Linked DNA regions of Sus scrofa: region 1 is linked to region 2. Evidence: chromatin contacts called from public HiChIP or PLAC-seq data. All regions are on one chromosome and are shown on one strand. Each heading gives the region's core, a stretch centred on a gene start, on an enhancer-like site or on the middle of the called end of the contact. The rest is flanking DNA. Distances are from core to core; before and after follow the strand shown.

Region 1 (2,749 bases), core at 77-2,576, 460 kb after region 2:
CTTTTCTCTTCCAAAAACCTGAGCCTCTCCCATCCTCTGTTCCCCAGGTGCTAGGTGTGATTTAGCTTCCTCAGCACTGTGATAGGCAGGGGCCATGCAGGCAACTTACCAACAATGGCACAGACTGTTTTACTGAAGAAGGGGGATAAATCCTTTTTAAATTCCCTTGAGCCCCTCTTATTTTAGTATCCATTAACTCTAATTTTTTTTTTAATCTTTTTTTAGGGCCGCACCCACAGCATATGGAGGTTTCCAGGCTAGGGAACCTACACCACAGCCACAGCAACGCCAGATCTGAGCCACCTCTGCGACCTACACCACAGCTCAGGGCAACGCCAGATCCTTAATCCACTGAGCAAGGCCAGGGATGGAACCTGTGTCCTCATGGATGCTAGTCAGATTCGTTTCTGCTGAGCCACGACGGGAACTCCAGTACCGGTTAACTTTAATTTTTAACTTCAAACTCCCCCAATTTAACCTCAGGAAACCCCAATACAATTCAAGGCCACAAATATTATTGGTTTGAGTGAAGGGAGTTGCTAAAAAGATGATCAGGCTGTGTCCTTGCCCTCTCTGAGTTCCCGATCCAGACTGCATTTGACAAGACAAGCGTGCTGAGCAGGGAGTTTACATAAGGGTTGAGAGCAATGGGGACACTGTGGAGAAGGGACCTCACCCCGTGAGCTGCCTTATAAACTCCAGAGCAGAGTCTGGGGCCCCATGCCACCCTCCCTAGGTTTAATGCTGAGATGGCACTCCCGGAGGCTGACATGAAAGCAGCCTCATCAAAGGGTCAGCGTCATTAGGGTGATGAACCAGTTGGTGCTTGGAGATCCAGAGGGGATGAAAGGCGCGGTGTGAAGACGCCCTGCGTTCCTCTGGCTTGGTTGGGCAGGGCTTCTAGGGGCCGATGAACGCTGGGGAAGAAGGACTCAAAGTGTCTCTTCTTTCCTTTCGTGAAGGAAGCTGTGGACACACTCTCAAGGTCGAAAAGATAGTAGTGGGGGGGGGGGGCTCTTTCCCTCCAGGTCACAGGATCCCTACCCAGTCCGACTCTCCGAGCCTCACGGGAGACTCTCTAGGATTGGAAGTTGTTATGGCAACGAGGCTCTCAGAATACTGAGAAAAGCCAAAGCCTAGAGAGGAGACAGCAGCCTGTATCCCTCGTCCGACCCAAGGGTAAAGTGGCGCCCCCTACGCACAGGAACCGTCTCTGGGTCCCCGCCCCAGGGCGGAGACCACCGTGGACCTCCGAGGGCGGGAGGCCGCTCTGGCCCCAAGCAGAGCCTCTCGCTGGTAGACGGGCCCGAGGGAACCCCTCTGGGCGCAGCGCCGCCGAGCTGCTCGATGGTCCGACCGGAAGTGCTCTTCACCGCCGGCCTCCCACCCGGCTCTCTGGTCCCGGCGGTAAGATGGCGGCTGCCGCGGAGTGCGATGTGGTAATGGCGGCGACCGGGCCAGAGCTGCTCGACGACGAGGAAGCGAAGAGGTAACCGGGTGGCAGGGTAGGGGAACGGGCGAGCTTAAGCTCCGTGGCTCCGGGAACCCCGTCCTTGCCGTGGTGCAGCCCCTGTCGAGGCGATGCCCCGCCCTCCGAGACCCCCCCCCCCCAATCTGGGCTCGAGTCCGGATGGACCCCCTGAAGGGGCGCTCTCGGAGGTCGGCCCTTCCCTCCAGCTTCCGCCTGGCTGGGGAGCTGAGGCTCGGCCTTGTTTCCCCAGCAGAGAGGAAGGTCGTCCTCATTGCAGAGGCCAGGTCTCTGAGGGGATCTGGGAGGTTTGTTGCGGGGTGGGGGAGGCGGCGCAGTGGTGATGACGACTTCTTACATCGCCCCCGACCCCCTCCTCCTCTTGCTAACTTCTGCACATTGTTGTCTATCAGCACTTTGCATCGCCAGAACCCTCTTTTCTCTCTCCCTTTCCTCCGTAGTTATACCCCAGCGAGTACTAGTCTGGCCCGAGGTGATTGTGTGTCTTCATTATTGACCTGGTGGCCCCTCGGTTGCCCTAGAAGTTGAAGGTGATAAAGAAGGGTGAGGGGCTTGTCTCATGGTCTGCACGCCCAGCCCCCCGTCCCCCTCCGTCCTTCCTAAGATCCTCATTTTCCCCAGGACTATTTCTTAAGCAGCAAGAAGGAGGCCAGCTGCTTGGGCGCTGTTGGCGCTGCTGGGCAGCCGCAGTGGCTCGAGATTGCCAGTCCGGACTAGCCAAGGGAGCTGCTGAGTGAGTGGTTTTCGAGAACACTCTGGGTTTTGGCTACAGCTAAAGCAGGTTATTGGAGTGGGGTTGGAACACAGTTGTGGGTAGTCATACTTGTCCTAATGCTGGAGCGGAATTCACGAAAAGGTTCTGGAAGTTTGGAGCCCTTTCCTTATCAGGCGCAACTTAATTGACTACGGTTCCCTCGTTCTCCTTCCTACTTATTGCATATCTTTATATCAAGCCCATATGGCTTCAGTCTGGGTGGTTTCAGGTGGTGCGTAGTTCATGAGATCTGCAGTCAGGATTCTGAGGGGTATTTTGTTTGTTTGTTTGTGTGTTTTTACTGTCCAGGTTTGAAACATAAGGGGTGCTCAGGGAGGCAGATGAATAGTTACCAAGTTTAAGGATGGTTATTGCAGTCAGTGTCCCAAGTTCCTGACCTCTTGGAAGCCAAGAGCCTCACAAAGTGGAGTAGGCCCCTGGGATTTCAGAGACGTCAGGAAACCAGAGCAACTAGTCTCTCTCAGTTTTGAGCTTTCACAAACCAG
Region 2 (2,737 bases), core at 172-2,671:
AAGTGCAGATTCCTTGGCTCCACATTTGGGGGAATCCTGATTGGTGACTAGACCACACACCTAGAAAGCTGCATTTATTCATTTAAAAAATGTCCTCAGCATGAACTGAGTGCCACGCACGGTTACATGTGCGAAGGGGCAGGAAGTACTGGACCACCCTACTCTTCCTCAGTCTTGGCCTGGGGTTGGGGGTGGGGTGGGGGTAAAACTGCCCTAATCCAGGGTCTCTCTCACTCACTCTTCAACAGGTCTTTGTCTGCCACTCCCACCACAAGCTGCTCCTGGGCTAGGATGCAGGCCACACTGAGCAACACTTTGTGGGCATTGTGTAGGCGGTCAAAGGTGCCACCTACAGCCCCTCGCTGGTGGCCACGCACTGGTTGCTTTGCAGACCTGGCCACGGGGGAGGCCGGCCTGATGGTGGAGGGTAAAGGGACATCTAGGGGCTGCACAGGCAGCATTCCGGGCCCATAATCGGGGTATAGCAGCACCGAAGACAGCTGCGGACAACAGCTGTAACAGCTGGTGGCATAACGCTCTAGCTGTTGCTTGACCGGGTTGTACTGGCTTCCATCCAGGGTCTGGAAGTCAGTCAGCACTACTTCCGGTGGGTGGGCCAGGTTCTGGACCGAGCTAGGCAGGGGAGGGAGAAAGCTCTTGGTTCGGATATTGGTCAGCAAAATTCTGACGTCCAGGTGCCTGTGGAGATCGGCGCCAGCATAGAGGTGCGTGATGAAATCGATAACTTCAAATGTGGCCTGCACGGGGCTAGACTGGGGCTGAGCCGGGCCCCCCAGGTTCATGCCGGGCTGCAGGTGTACATAGAGCGTGTGATTCACAAGCCGGGCCGCCGAGGTCAGGATGGGGGCCAGGCGAGGGACCAGGGAGGCCAGCGGCGTTGTCAGCACCAGGAGGCCCGATCGGAATACAGCCATGATGGCCCGGCCTGTGGACGGTCAAGGAGACAAGGCGAGGGTGACTGAGAGCTATGTGGCTGAGGCCGAAGACAACTGGGGGACCTGGACCTAAGAGGAGGGACGTGGACCTAAGAGAGGGGACTTGGACCAGGGACGGGGTCTCAGGGCGGACTGAGAGAGACCCGGGGGAGGGGACAGGGCCCAGGAAACGGCGCCTCGGGGCTACGCTCTAAATCTCGGTTTATCAACTCAGATGGAGCAGTGAATTCGCAGAATTGAATCGAAAACTTGGGAGGAGTGAAATAGGCAGGAGCTGCTAAGTCATTAGGCTGGGGATTCAGAAATCCTGGGCGCTCTTGATAATCACCAATATCTTCAAGGAATCGGAGGAGGGGACTAGAGGGGGCCGCTGAGGTTCGGGTCGGTCCCCTACTTACTGAGACCTCCGGACTTTGGTTCCGCGTGCACCACCGCGGAGTCTTCCCCCGCCGCGACCCGTTAACACTAGTTCCGGCGCTGCGACTCCGAGCTACGGAACCTGGAAAAGGCCAAAAATCTCAACTTTGGTGAGTCGAGGGATTCTCGCGAGATTTTTCATGGAGCGGGGCGCCTGCCTTTGCAGAGAGGCGGAGCTCGGTAGTTGGGAGGTGGCGTGAGACCACATTTAGAGAATCTGACGTGCCTGGACTAATAGAGCAAGGTCGGCTGGAAAGCCCGTTTCACGGGTGCCCTTCAGACTCTGAGAGAAGAGACTGGCTTTAGCTAGGTCACCCAGGAGACAGCGGCTAAAGTAGAACTAACAACTGGCTTCCCCTCTTAATAAATCGCGGGGACGGCGGTGGAGGTTATAGGGTAGTACTTAAATTAGGGCTTGGTGTCCCCAGCCCAGCGACTGGCGTCCTCCCAGTCTAGGATCCTCATGTGCGAGATCACAGAACCGTCCCCCCCACACACACCCCTGTGCCACCACCCAGTTTCACAGATGGAGAAATTGAGGTCCTGTATGTTCCAGGGATATTTAGGGAGGTGAGGACCGAGGTCATGTGCCGTGGCTCCCGTGCAGTACTCCCCACATCACCCAGAGTTAGTGATACGCCAGTTTTCCAGAGATAATAGCAGGAAAGCTCTGTGTGGGAGCTCAGTAGAGCTGCCAGAAGGTAGACCTTGTGAACAGGAGAAAGGAGAGACTTAGTGGCAAGGGTTTACCTAATGAGCGCTGGAGAGGGTGGAATTGGCAGTCGTCCTCGAGAAGCAAAGCCAAGTTGCCATCTGGGAAATTGCAGTAATGTGCTGTGGTTTATTTTCCCAAACTAAATAAATGCTCACTTTCATACTTAATTTTGTTTTTGTTTTTTGTTTTTTTTTTTTGTATTATTCCTAAAGAGGTCTCCCCAAATGTATATGCCTCTGGCCCCACAGAACCTGGATCTAATCCTAGAGTCAAGGATGGAAGAGTTATAAGGACTTAAGGACTTGAGGCCAAGCTTTTTTTCTTTTTTTTTTTTGCCTTGCCTGTGGCATGTGGAAGTTCCCGGGCCAGGGATCGAAGCCAGGCCACAGCACTGACCCAAGTCACAGCAGTGACAATGCTGGATCCTTAATGTGGTGAGGCACGAGGGAACTCTGAGACCACAATTTTCGCAAAGATATCTTAAGCTGAGTTTTACAGGACCCAATTGAAGACGCAAACTGCACACTTTCAGGAAATTCCCTGAGACATATGGACACACAGTCTCATATGCCTGCAGAGTCACTGTTCGAGGAGGTCATCTGGTGGACATGACCGCCAGTTCAGCCTTGAGCTGGACATGGGCAGCCAG

What was found. HiChIP or PLAC-seq counts read pairs in DNA pulled down with a chosen protein or histone mark.
Region 1: an H3K27ac HiChIP or PLAC-seq map of alveolar macrophages shows a contact between it and region 2. The contact joins the promoter of DNAJC7 here to the promoter of COASY in region 2. A contact is called at or near these places in 1 of 5 promoter capture datasets (fetal liver) and 1 of 2 datasets of contacts at active chromatin or transcription factors (alveolar macrophages).

Annotation. Positions count from the first base shown.
Region 1 is chr12:20,724,611-20,727,359 of Sscrofa11.1, forward strand. DNAJC7 (dnaJ homolog subfamily C member 7) reads left to right here and starts at 1,327. Exons shown (of 15, transcript XM_003131409.5): 1 at 1,327-1,489. The coding sequence starts at 1,413.
Region 2 is chr12:20,261,311-20,264,047 of Sscrofa11.1, forward strand. COASY (Coenzyme A synthase) reads right to left here and starts at 1,422. Exons shown (of 10, transcript NM_213789.1): 1 at 1,355-1,422; 2 at 239-946. The coding sequence starts at 935.